Regions from separate parts of the Mus musculus genome. Here region 2 is linked to region 1. Evidence: chromatin contacts called from public Hi-C data. All regions are on one chromosome and are shown on one strand. The core of a region is the stretch at or near the end of the contact, and the rest is flanking DNA. Distances in the headings are between cores, read along the strand shown. Region 1 overlaps Gm41436 (a long non-coding RNA gene). Region 2 holds the start of Cldn1 (claudin 1).

The links. Hi-C and Micro-C count contacts between places; a contact is called where the count stands out from the background.
Region 2: a contact with region 1 is called in a Hi-C map of uterus, with 2.9 times the contacts expected there. The contact joins the promoter of Cldn1 here to the enhancer-like site in region 1. A contact is called at or near these places in 3 of 39 promoter capture datasets (embryonic stem cells and liver), 3 of 484 Hi-C or Micro-C datasets (nephron progenitors and uterus), 1 of 115 datasets of contacts at active chromatin or transcription factors (embryonic stem cells) and 2 of 9 other capture datasets (adipose tissue and liver).

The regions. Positions count from the first base shown.
Region 1 is chr16:26,279,441-26,286,234 of GRCm38.p6, reverse strand. It overlaps Gm41436 (a long non-coding RNA gene), which reads right to left. Exons shown (of 5, transcript XR_875990.1): 2 at 2,587-2,746. Among named protein-coding and RNA genes, the nearest start is that of Gm41436, 31 kb to the right of the region's middle. Within about 2 kb of position 4,499, at least 5 of the 459 cell types and tissues checked have an H3K27ac peak or open chromatin away from gene starts, as enhancers often do. A contact at or near this core is called in uterus, where this site is marked.
Region 2 is chr16:26,366,460-26,373,134 of GRCm38.p6, reverse strand. Cldn1 (claudin 1) reads left to right here and starts at 1,296. Exons shown (of 4, transcript NM_016674.4): 1 at 1,296-1,731. The coding sequence starts at 1,509.

The sequences.
Region 1 (6,794 bases), core at 3,250-5,749:
ACTTAGGAAAGGTAGCTTGAAGGACTGCAGGTGACCTTGTAGTACTGCCAGTCTGGGATGACTCCTCTGGCTCAAGGGGAAAGCTTGGCTTTTACAGGGCTTGATGCTCCTCTGGGCTCTGCCTACCAGGTTTCATGGTCCTTTTATTTAAAAGATGCCTGCTCGCCACACCTAAAGCACACACTCCTCTACTGGACGGTTCCCAGCTGGACACCAATCCTCTTCTGGCAGTACATTTGGATTCAGGAGGAATTTACTAATCTACACTATTTTACCCAACTGCCGGCTCTGTGGTGGGCTCAGTGGGGCACCCAATGGCACCATGTGCCACTAAGGATACAGGATCAAGTGAGACATGTTGCCTGCCCTGTGGGAAAAGGGAAGCAGCAATTACCTAATGAGCTGTACAAGTACAAAGTATGGAGCAAACACTGAAGGTGGAGTCTGGTTACCTAAGCATGTCTCAATGCAAATGATACTTTCTTGGGAGGGACACCCAGTTCAGCCTCCTGCTCCTCATCCTGCTCCTTTTGTAATGAGCTTTAAATATAATTGGTTTGTGTGTGTGGCTATTGTTCTATACAGAAAGAAAGACCTCACTTTAGAACTTCATTCCTGATTCTCTAGACTTCGCATTTACTGTCCCGTATGATCCATGACACCTGGAGTGATATCTCTGCAAGAGCCAATGCTCATAGTCACCAGAAAGGTCAGGAATTTTGCTTAACAAACCATTAGGTCCATGATTTTGGTTTTGGTTTCTTACTGAACTGAGGTGTTGCTTAAAAAATTACAGGCTTTAAAAATACAGTTTTAGCCGGGCATGGTGGCACACGCCTTTAATCCCAGCACTCGGGAGGCAGAGGCAGGTGGATCTCTTGAGTTCGAGGCCAGCCTGGTCTACAAAGTGAGTTCCCGGACAGCCAGGGCTATACAGAGAAACCCTGTCTCGAAAAACCAAAAACAAAAAAACAAAAACAAACAAACAAACAAAACTACAGTTTTACCTTAATGTTTGTCTTAGCAAGTATCCCAGGTTTATTTGGGAGAATTTTTTTGTCTCTGTTTGCTTAAGGATATTCTTAGATGTCATGTCTCATAACTTTCTAATGTCTGACCAGAAAAGAACCTTAAAAATGGATGGACCTGGGCCTTCTGTCTTGTTTTTGAGTCAAGCCCTTACTTTTTCATGTCGGCAACAAGAACCATCTAATAGTGGGTGGCGCATTCATGCCTGGCCCATGCTTTGGGCTTTCAGAACAAAGACTTCCATTATCTCTAGAGCATTACACCATCTCCAAATTGCTTTCACTTGTGTTTCCTCTTTTGATTCCATGTGGTGGTGTCACTATATTATGAAAACAGCCACCCAGATGGCTGGGTTATATTCACCACCTCCTAACACGGTGACAGTCAAATCTTTTCAATACTCTTGCGTGACTGTCTGAAGAAGAATTTACGGGTCCTCAAATTATGAAACTACGGGTTCCTAAGAGGCATGATGGCACATGCCTACTACTTCAGCACTTCGGATGCTAAACTTGAGTATAAACTCAAAGCTAGCTTAGGCTGCACAGGGACATCTTGACTTAAAATAGTAAAACAAGGTAGTAGGGAGGTGGTTCAACTTTTAAAGTGTCGGTCCTACATGCCTCAGAGCCTGAGTTCAGATCTCAAGCCCCCATCTAAAATCTGAGTGCAGAGAACAGCATTTATAAGAATGAAGTGGCAAGTAGATGTCTGTAACACATTGGCTATCCAGCTTGGCCAAATCGAACAGCTCTAGGTTAGTGAGAAACCCTGACTCCAAAAGCAAGATGGGGGAGTGAAGTCTGATGTTGAGCTCTGGCTTTGTTTGACATGCATATCTGCACACACATGTGTGCAGGCCAGCACACACACACACACATACACACACACACACACACACACAGAGCAATATGAACATAAATGTATACCATGCCAAAACTGGAGGAGTAGTTAAGAAACAGCAAATTTCAGATTTCTAAAGGACAACAAGTATATAATATCCGAATGTTTGTGCTGTTTATTCTCCACCGTGGGGAAAACAAATATAGCAATAACAGCCCAGATATCTCCGATCTAGAGCACAAGAATTTCTGAAGATGAGGCATAGGTGTCTCCAGCTGGTATAGCTTTCAAGTGGAATACCATGGGTTAGAAGCATGACACTATGGCATGACAGTAGGGGAAAGCTTTGGCTTGGTTTCATTCTCCTAGGGTAGCATGAACTAAAGTTAATGATCTGTAAATTTACGGCTTCAATGGAGTATACTTAGACTCTAGAGTGAGCAGCTTGGAGTAGGATTTGTATAGAACTGGAATACAGATCATTTTTGTCACGCCATATTTTTTTTTAATGTTAGGAACAATGATGACAGGGGAAAAACATCTTAGAACTTAGGTTTGGAGAAGTAGCTCAGCCGTAAAGCACTCTCCCTTCCCCCTTGTTTGACCATTCACAGTACAGCAATGAAGTAAGACAAAACCTCCAAACTCCACATCTTGTAGAGGTGTTGAATAGATTTATAAATAGGGCCTCTTCCCCTCTTCCAAAGTCCCTACCTTCAGGGTATGATTGTCTTCTTTAATATTCTCAGTAGGGTATGGAGCTGAATCATTCAGGAGTGCCCACTGAGGAAAGATTTGCCAGAATGGAAATCGTGATTTCTGATCCACAATGGAAGGGATGCCGAGAAGAGATCACAGGTTTTCAAAAATTCTCCTGAAGTATACAAAAAAAAAAAAAAAGTGTCACCTATGGAAATAGGCACAGAACCTTTTGGCTTCCTCCATCAGCCACATATCAGCCATGCAGAGAGTGATCATGAATTTGCATTGCCTTGCCTTGCCTAACGTGGAGTCTGAGTCCTGCCCTTGTAGCTGCTTTGTTGGACATGCGTCTTTATAATCCTTCAAAGCTTGATGTAGTGAAATACACCCAATCAGTCTCTGTCCTTACACTGGTTTCAAGCGTGTATCTGTAATTTGGATATGCATTTGAATCTCAGTTTTCAAAACTGTGACCACAGGGATTGAATCATCTTCTATTTCTACAAGAGTCTTATAAAATAGTGTTAGTATATTTCATTCCTTTATAGTTTTTTTGATTTATCAAATTAGTGTGTGGGTGATTAATTGTGAGGACTGGCCTATGTAGAAAGTGTTCTTTTTCATGGTAAGGAAAACAGGGTCTAAGAAATAATGATAATTGCAAAAATCAAAGGCAGAGCTAATGGCCAACTCAGAACTGTGGTCTACTTCACACAAAGGCTTTCCTCTTCAGGAAAAATCTCTGTGTAAAAAAAAAAAGATAGATGGAAAGTTGCAATTGAGGGGTTTGTTTTGTTTTGTTTTCTTTTTGTTTTTGTTTAATTGTTTTTGTTTTGTTCTTCATGTTGATCTAGCTTCCCTCCTTCTAAGATGTCTAGGTCTGTTCCAAGCCCCTCCACAGAAGCAAACTAAAAGTGTAGCTGACTCTAAAAGCTGTGGGAATTTCTAAGTACAAAACCTGCTCGAAGGGTTTGATGTTGTTTGTATATCTTTTCTTTGTGGGTGGTCTGCTGTGGATCCCAAGACCTCCACCACTGTAGAGGTGTAACCCTGGGCTGATGGCTCACTGGGGAATTAAAAGCTGTTATTTGGCCTTCCAAAACAACAGCTGAGCTAGCCAAGCCCATGTCAACACACACACACACACACACACACACACACACACACACACACACACCACATACCACCTGCAGAGAGATTAGCCTTCAGACTTAACTCCACCCACTTAATCTCTTCATCTAAAAAATGTTTCTCTTGCTTTTCCAGAAGGCCTATCCCCATTCCAAGATCCTGATGTGCAGATCTCAAGATCCTTGAAACGGGCTGGCAAAAAGGACTCCCCAGTCTAATGACCTCATTGCTCAAACAGAAGCTGGAGCATGGGATCAGGGGATTTGTATTTCTTAATTCATGCCTTTTATCCTGAAAATGCATCAACCCAATGCCTTGATACACCTTGTTTTCATGAACAATAAACTTTCCTTTCCCCCCATAACAATAAGGTCCTGCCTGACCACTTGGTGTGTACCAGGTGTGCTCAACAAATCAGATTGGCATCTCCCCAGTCTTTGAATTCTTCCTTTGATATTTCAGCTTAGAATCTATGCTGCTCTTTGGGGGAAAAAAAAAACGCTACTGGCAGTAAGTGTAGAACTGAGTACGTCACTCATTCTCTTTGTAAATCGTATTTCAGAGTCTCTGGGGGACAAGTCAGGTTGTGGTGGAGGTGAACACATTTCAAGCACAAGGTGTCTAAGAAAAGACAGACTAGAGGAACATCAGACTGACACATTTAAAACAAAATTGAAATGAAGAAAAATCAGCTTTCTTTTCCCTTCCTTTGTTTGCCCTTGTGAACTTTTGTTCCATCATGACTGTTCTTTCTTTGGATTCTGGCATCTGCTGTTCAAAACACCCCCTCATGCTCAGACATGTTTATGAACTTTTCTCAGCAAGTTTTGACATTACCTCTCTGGGACACTCTCTCTCAGAAGCTTTGCTTTGTGGCCAAACTTTAAGGAATTCACAACCACTGTTCTAGGCGGTGGGACCTCCCTCCGTTCTAGCAATGTTTGGGGCCAATGTGGTCAACCTTGGCTTTTAAAAACCAGTAGGACTAAGCAGAATCTTAAACCTTGCCTGGAGCTGATTCCTAGATTTCTTCCCACGAAAATTGTAGGTTAGAGCTGACACAAGCTCATCCTGGAGTTTACAACTCTATCTGGAAACATCAAGAAGACAGGCAAGGTCCATGATAGTCAGAGGAAAAAGAATTGGAAATGATTATAGTAAAGAGGAATAGGAGGAAGTGCTTGGAAAGAAAATGGTGCAGACTACGCTGTACAAAAATAACAAAACCTACCCCTGTAGAACAGCTACAAGGTCTTAGGCAATCTTTAAATGATTAAACTGTAATTTTATCTTCATCTCATCCTATGAAGATGATATTGAGGCTAGCAATGTATTACTCCAAAATTGAAGAGCAGAAGTTGAAACCCCAGCAACCTCCTTTAGAAACAGAATGGTTGCAAATGTAACTAGTTAGGATGAAGGCAGAGTAGAATAGGTTAGATCTAGTCAATAGGACCAAAGTCCTTATGTATTTGGATACTGAGAAATACACAGGTTGAAGGAAGATTATTTATAAAGTAACAGAAGGCTGACTTCTACAAAAAAAGGAAAGAGACCTTCAGCTGTAATACATTTTTCTTTCATAGGCTTATAGGAAGTGACCCTGCAAACAGCTTTGAGACAGTAAATTTCTATTTCTTTAGCTGCCAAGATTTTATGTCTTTGGTTCTGTGATCATAGAAAATTAGGGAAGAAAGTCTCAGAGATGTTATTAGCTTTATTTATGTCCAGGAAGGTCATAGTTGAATGCAGTGTAACTGCCTGATGCAAAGTCTCAGTAAAGCATGGGCTAGAATTTAGCACGATCGCTTTCAAAAGAACATATGGTTTTCAAGTGTTTTGTCTGGAGACTCCTTATTCACAATGTAACAGAGTCCAATATGTAAGATTGACTGTTCTATTGAAGGCAGGTGGAGATTTTGGTCTTAATTCTCCTGTCTCAGCCCCTCAATACACTCTCATGATTCTCTGTGATATCTTCACTGTCCTGTAAAACTCTGTTGGCAAAACACAACATCCAAAGGGAAAATTAGTGACAACTATCACAGTACCTGATAGTATCTATGAAGATAACACAAGAATACAAGTAATGGTTACCATTAAATGTCATGAAATTCACAGGATAAGAGCAGAAATCAAAGGGTGACTTGCTGGGCCAAGATTCAGACAGTAAAGTGCATGACACACATCATTAGTGTCTGAGCTGGAATCTCCAACACTCACATAAAACCCATGTATTGTACACATCTACAACCTTAGCACTAGTGGGGAGGAGGAAGCATCAGAGACAAGAAGATTCCCAGAGCTTGGTAGCAACATAGTCTAGCTGAATCAGTGAAGTATGGGCTCAGTGATGAGCAGAGTCTCAAAAAGGAAGGTAGAGAAGGGATGAAGGAGTACAACTAAAGTCAACCTCTGACCTCCACAAGCACATACGTATGCAGCACCTCCATGCAGATGAGTGCATATACACAAAATGCACACACACACAGACACACATACACACACACTCACATACACACACACACTCACACACACACTCACACACATACACACATAAACACACTCACACACACTCACACACATACACACATAAACACACTCACACACACTCACACACACACACTCACACACATAAACACATAAACACACACTCACACACACTCACACACACTCACATATACACATACTCACACACTCACACACACTCACACACATACACACATACACACACTCACACACACACTCAGACACATACACACACACTCACACACACATTTTAAAAAGGAAGAATGGTAAAATTTTTTCAAAATGTTTTCAAAATGTCTTCTCTATTGTCTGACAAATAATTGTGGGAGGAGCACTGAATGATGGAAAATGTGGAACCCAGCAACCATGGGATTGATGTAGATCCTTCTTTCCTCTTTGATGTTCCGATGTCTTAATATGCCCTGAACACCTTATCATTCAAGTGGGATAAAGAAATGGAACCTCAGATGTAAAAAGAACTTGAAAATTCATTGGACAATATGCCACACCAGAATAAGGATTTTATTTTTCTTCTAAACTATCTTGCATTTCAGACTGTA
Region 2 (6,675 bases), core at 47-2,546, 90 kb before region 1:
AAGCATTGACAAAGCTGGTCTGAGAACAGTGAGCATGGGAGTGAGGGCAGTAAGGCTTTGTTTGTCGTTCTATTTTGTTTTTCACATAACTTTCTTGTGGCAAGCTTGTACTTTCCTTAGCATGCATGGAAGCATCCCTTGTTTTCACTCATGTGTTTATTTCTGCCCTCAATTCTCCTGTTTTTACTAAATCCATAGAAGCCTCTCTTTCCACCGTACTCACACCACAGACAAAATAACAGCTGAGAAAACATTTTAATTATTCTCAACCACAATGTGGGCTTCTGTGTAGCAACAAGCAAGGAAGCTGTACAGACCCAGAGAGGACAGCAAGAGGCAGCCTAGGTCAAAGCCTGGGGAGATTACTGCCAGCTCCAAAGCCAGAGACTAAGTTCTACTAGGATGCATCCAAGTGTCTCTCTTTCTCCTGGAAGAGAATGTGGAGGAACTTGCTGAATTCCATCTGATAAGTCTTTGCTGGTCAGGCATCTCAGATAAGGAGTTACTATGCTAAGCAAATTGCTTTAAGGAAAAAGTGTATGTGTATGTGTATGTGTATGTGTATGTGTATGTGTATGTGTGTATATGTGTGTCTGTGTGTTTGTGCCCGTGCATGCATGCATTGGGTGTGTCAGATAGTGGACTGCATTTTCAAAAGGAAAATAAAAACCCAAAAGACAATATATATATATATGCAGTGGAAAGCACACAGATCTAAGAGTGTACTAGAAACCTGCCCTGAGGCACTCTCCGGTTAGCTCTTCTCTAATCTATAAAGTTTCAACATCTCTGAGACCCATGGGAGAAATGGGAGAAATCTAATGGAATGACCTTAAGGAACAGAAGGGAGCAGAGGGCCCCTAAAAGAGAAGGAACTATCAGACAAGAGGTGCCCAAGGGTGAAGGGAATATAGAAATATCGAGTTAGACACATTTCCTGAATAAAATACTGGGAATATACTAAAAAATGAAAATAGGTTTCTAGTTCCCCCCAGTTTTTCCATCTTTATGTGTTGTTTTTGCATTTACACAGATGAGGTAACTTTTATTATTAGTTAATTACGGAGTGAAATGAAGAAAATGCCTATCAAGTGCTAGGAGAGACACGAAGGGAAGAGGTTAGGGATGCCTGATTCTCTTCAGATGGTCCCCAGGTAGCCCACGGGGCATCATCATCCACCACGGAGCTGGCCTGCGAGGACCTTTGTGGGGATTCGGCCACGAAACCACCAGGGGGCGCTGCATGCCGGGAGGGGCGGAGCTGCTTTAAATCACAGCGCCGGGCGGTTCAGCGTCTCAGAGAACTCTGCCACTTCTCACTTCCAGACTCCACCACCGCCTACCCGGACCAGAAGCCAGGAGCCTCGCCCCGCAGCTGCACAGAGAGCAAGGGTATAGGCACTAACTTGTTTGCAGAGACCCCATCACCTTCGGGAGCTCAGGTGCGCACCTTGCAAACTCCACTTTCTGCATCTGCCACTGAGCCCGCGGGAGCCTCGGAAAGAGCCATGGCCAACGCGGGGCTGCAGCTGCTGGGTTTCATCCTGGCTTCTCTGGGATGGATCGGCTCCATCGTCAGCACTGCCCTGCCCCAGTGGAAGATTTACTCCTATGCTGGGGACAACATCGTGACCGCTCAGGCCATCTACGAGGGACTGTGGATGTCCTGCGTTTCGCAAAGCACCGGGCAGATACAGTGCAAAGTCTTCGACTCCTTGCTGAATCTGAACAGTGAGTGCACCCTCATCCTCCAACTCCCCACTCCCTATCCTTGGACTCTCCCCCACCCTCTCTACCCCCACTCCCCAGCCTTGGAGCCCTTGTCCTCTGTAGTAGCTTCATTCAGCCCAGAGGCTACCCTCGAAATTGGTCAAGGCTTTTCAGCATGTGCTCTGTCCTGATAAAGCAGAAAGAACCCAAGCCCTAGGTTAAAGCCCTAGATTTGCCTCTAACTCTCTACTTGGCACCTTCTGCCCTTTTAGGTGTGATTTTTTTTTTGTCTCAAATTCTAATCAAGGTGGGTGGAGATTGGGAGAATGAAGACCACTGTGGAACTTAGGTTCTTGGGCCTCTTCTGCACATTCATTCTAATAGGGTTTGAACAAGAAAACGGCACACTTTGGGTAGGTTTACAAGCGTTAACTAGATGATTCTGAAATATCAAATAAGAAACTTTCTGAGTTGTCTCATGGCATTTCCAACGCACAGCTAAGGTTTACTCTTTGGGTCTTTTGGTTTTCTACCTTGAAGAACCTCTTGAGATCCCCCCCCCCCCGCCCCCAAAGGATGGACTAGGATTTGCAGGAGAGTCAACTTGTGCGGTACAAGTTTAGAATAAGAAGGACTGGTGGCATCTGGGGAGTGGGTCACTGAAGAGAGCTCTTCTGAATAAACTCAGCAGCATGGCAGCAAGAGCGAAGGCACAGAAGGAGGCAGCCTGGTTGAGGTCACCATGTGGGAAGAAGTCTGTGAGGAAAAAGAAAGGCTATTCCCATGTTTTTCCTTCCGCAATGGAATCTCTATGTATTGATGCATTGGTCCTATATGTAAAGTGAGAAAGGCATGCATAGACAGGAGTATCTCTACTGATTCTGGGGAGACGGGTGATAAGATGTATTCGCCTTCACTTTTAGCTAAAACTTTTTTCAGGGCTTTGTCAGAAAGCCATTCAATTCCTACAGGGCATGTTCTCTTCCTGGAGAAATCACATTGGTTGTCCTGCCCTTTACCTCACAGGAGGAAGAGTTCCCTTAGCCTTTGCCTAAACAAAGCTACTCCACAGTCCCCTGGGAATGCTGCTGTGAACAGTGCTGGCATTGTCCCTGACCTATGAGAGTGGAGCTCTTCCTCCTTCCCAACAAAAGCACTTCACTTTACAGTTATGAGACCTGCCACAAATCAGCTTGACACTGTGAGAACCTGTAGAATGTACTCAGCTGGCATGGTTTTGTCTCCACATCTGGACTCCTCTATTAAAAGTAATCTATACATTTGGAAAGCATGTCCTATTTATTACCCTCCCCGGATACACTCAGACTGTTGACGATTGGGAACTAGTCCAGTGGAAAGAAAATGGTGCCAGGCATTTTCAGAACCATATTGTAGACCTGGCAGGTGAGATCTGCTACAGCAAGTCCAGAGAGGGCTTCCTATCAATTTTATTCCTCTAATCCAAATTCTTTATTTTATCAGGTCTAAGTTTCCCAAATGCCTGGATAGAATGATGGTCCATGCAGCAAATATTCAGATCGCTCCTACCCAGAATAATTCATTAAATGGTTGATTGTAATTTATTCCTTTTAAATATACTTATTATATTTCCTAAAACGGTGATAAACACATTGACTATCCTTCCATCACAAGGAGTGTTTAGAAGTGGCTTGTTTGTTGATTTGTTTTAGCGGAAAACAGCTTCCATCTTCTGTTCTGGTTAAAGCTACAGTTTATTCAAGATGGAGCCCAGCAGCCTCTCCACAAACCAATTCCCAGAAGCGTGAGCCTTGACTCACACTTCTCTCCCAGCTGAGCAGTGATTCAGTAGGTGCCTTTGGACCAGGCCCAGAAAACTTGTCTCTGTTTCTCCACCTGAGCCATGGTGTTCACGCCTACCTGATGTAGAGATCTGGTTGGTGATTCACTGGCTGGTTTTGGTATAGTACCATGACGCCTAGAGATGAAAAGGCTTATCTGTGTGTGTATGTGTGTGTGTCTCATGAAGTTTACCTCTCACAAGATGCTTTGAGGTAAGAGGCACAGCTATGGGTTTCCTAATATTGTACTCGTGAACTTTGCCCCAGAGCCCACTTCACCAAAGTATAAGATAGAAGAGTTTCAGTGTTTTGTAACCAGACCTCAAGGGCTACTTCTGTCATATCTGGTATCAGTTGTGAAAGGCACATGACCTTTACACAATATGTACAGTGAGTGCAGTATTATCACGTCCCACGAGAACCACTGGAAATAGCATAAAGAGGCCATACTGTACAGAGCTTTTGCCGAACAGTTTATAGAAATATAACAATAACTTCCTGGAAAAACAATAGCTACACTGTGAATTATAGCCCATAATAGCCCAGAACATTGCCAAGCCCCTGCTTGTGATCATTTAGAGTGACGATCCTTGCAGCTGAAATTTGGGCATACAAAGTACAGGAGTAAATACAGTTATGGTAGACATTTCTTTGTCTAATTCACACATCTCTCTTGGTTTTGATTCCATTCCCAGCATTGTGGAAAGCCAGCTGCCTGTTCCATGTACTTAGCTAATTGCTTCTTCTTGCTTCACTTTAATAACCAGCACGGTCCAAAGACAGGGCTTTCCTAGGAGGCTGCGTGTTGGGAGGTGTGAAGGCAGAGATGTAAGCATTTTTGTGGATTGCAGTTGTGAAGATTCGAGCAGCAGACAAATGGGAGGTTATGCTAGACTCTCTTTAAGTCTCATCTAGCCCTGAACTGCTGTAATTTGTGTATAAGCTACCCCAGCCTGTTGAACTTGCTCTGCATGAATTCACATGTGTGTAGGTGTGCTTAATGAGTATTGGTGGTTGTGAGGTTTCCCAGCACTCTTGCCATGATGTCAAGCTCAGCGGGGGAGCAAAATCCCTGACGGGGTATCTGTGCAGCACAGGCGGAGAGGTGGGTAACCACTCAGGCTTCTCCAGACTCCTTTCTGCTGCTAAATAGACAACATCCAGAAACGCCATGGGTGTGCAGAGTGGAACAAAAGTTAAACAAGAGCCAAAGTCTGAAATGAAAACGTGTGGAGTTCTTGTCCCAGTTTGTCCTGTCCAGGGAGAGCTACTTGCTCTCCATGGGATTCACAATTTGTAACGTAGGGCAGAGTAGGAGGAGTAGAGGGATGGATCAAAGGTCCACTGGCCTATTTAGCAAACCTGAGCTTGGCCCTATTCTTACTTGTTGGAATGCAGCAAAGGTCATTGGTAAGGCTTGTGACAACTTTGGTTGTCGCCAACTTCAGTGACTGAAGGAAAGAAGTTAAGTGGCATAATACAGGTTTTCTAGGTTACAGTGATGATCGTCACAGAAAAGGTTATTTGAGGTAGAGAATGAGTGGGAGAGTTTAAGGGGAGGAAAGGGAAGTGGAGAAAAGATGTAGTTAGAGTTTAATAAAAAAATAGTGTCACAGAAACGGTAATATACATTTAATAATGAAGCAACATAAAAATGAATAGTATGTTTTTTAAAAGAGATAGCAAAACATCTCAGGATACCCTGAGTAATGGTGATCCCTCATCCTCCAAGACATCGTGGACTGCTGACAGACCCATAGACACCGAGTCACACTTAGCCCACCAGCTCCAGCACCTGTAAAATAGAAATGCAACAATGAAGGCACCCGTGAAACTTTGCACACCGGCTAAAGAGATCGCCTTAATCATTGGAAATGGCACAGCGGTGCTCTCTAACAGTCTGAACAAGCTCATCTAGCTGTGGAAGAGAAAGGGCATTTCTGCTGTGGCCACACAACGGGCACTTATTTTGTCCCCGAGACCTTTTAGCACATATTATAATAAAGAAGAACTGTGTGAAGGCAGAAATACCATCAAAATCTGGCTTGTTCATGGTATATATGACATAGGGTAGGAATGGGAATGGCCTGTAGTCTGGGGCATGCACAGTGCCAGGAATTTTATGGCGATTCTCCTGTTTGGAGAACATGTCTTTAAAGTTTGGAGCGGGGGAAAAAAATCCCCTACCTGTCTATACTTGTCTTTGCAAACTTTGATTAAAATAACTGTAGTAGAAGGATACTGTCTAACTCATTTCTTGTCTTATAAGTAGAGATCTTTGTAAGTATTTTTTTAATTATACTTTCATGTTGAGAGTGATGAGAACTCCTTAGGGGGTCTTTAAGCTGCAGATTTTCACTCTGCCTGAGCTTTATTAAAAGGCTGCCTTCCTGTTTACTGCTGGATAACTTTCAGAAACAATAATGTAACTTCTGCAGTATTTGCTAACTCCTTTCTCCACACACAGCTTTGGTTATAATGTTATAAAACTAGCTAAAAATTTAAAGACATGAGAAAAAAATGTAAGTGTTTCTAGGGGTGGTGCAAGAGTAAATAGACATATCTCTGCTCCAAATATTATTTTGTAGCATTTATGCTTCACTATCAATTTCTGTGCTCTGCCTTCCTCATTCTGCTGAGAAAGAACGAAGAGAAAACCCATCACAAGAGTTCATTGAATACACAACGTTTAAAACTGCTATCAGGTTAAGGGAAAATTGCAGCCCCCCCCCACACTTTTGCATATATTTCTAGCATTATGTAACACATTTAAGGCCAGGTTTATGTAGCAAAACTTTAGCATCAGGAGCCTCTCAAAGGAGGTGTTTGTCTGATAAGTATTATTTCAAAGATGTAGCTAAAAATATAAATAAATAAATAAATAAATAAATAAACAAACAAACAAACAAACCTAGTTAAACACAAGTATGTGCTTTTCCTCTCACATTATTGCCAGTTTTGAGGAGCAAGCATCCCTCTGGTGCAGGCTCACCAAGAACACATTGAATGACACAGAGGCAGGGTCAGCGAGTATGAGCAGTGCTTCCGACTGATACCACTCCAGTGCAGCCATCCAGCAGCTCAGGAGTAGACAGTCCATGACTCTGACTCGAATTGCTTCCACAAGATCTTTATTGGAAAAAAC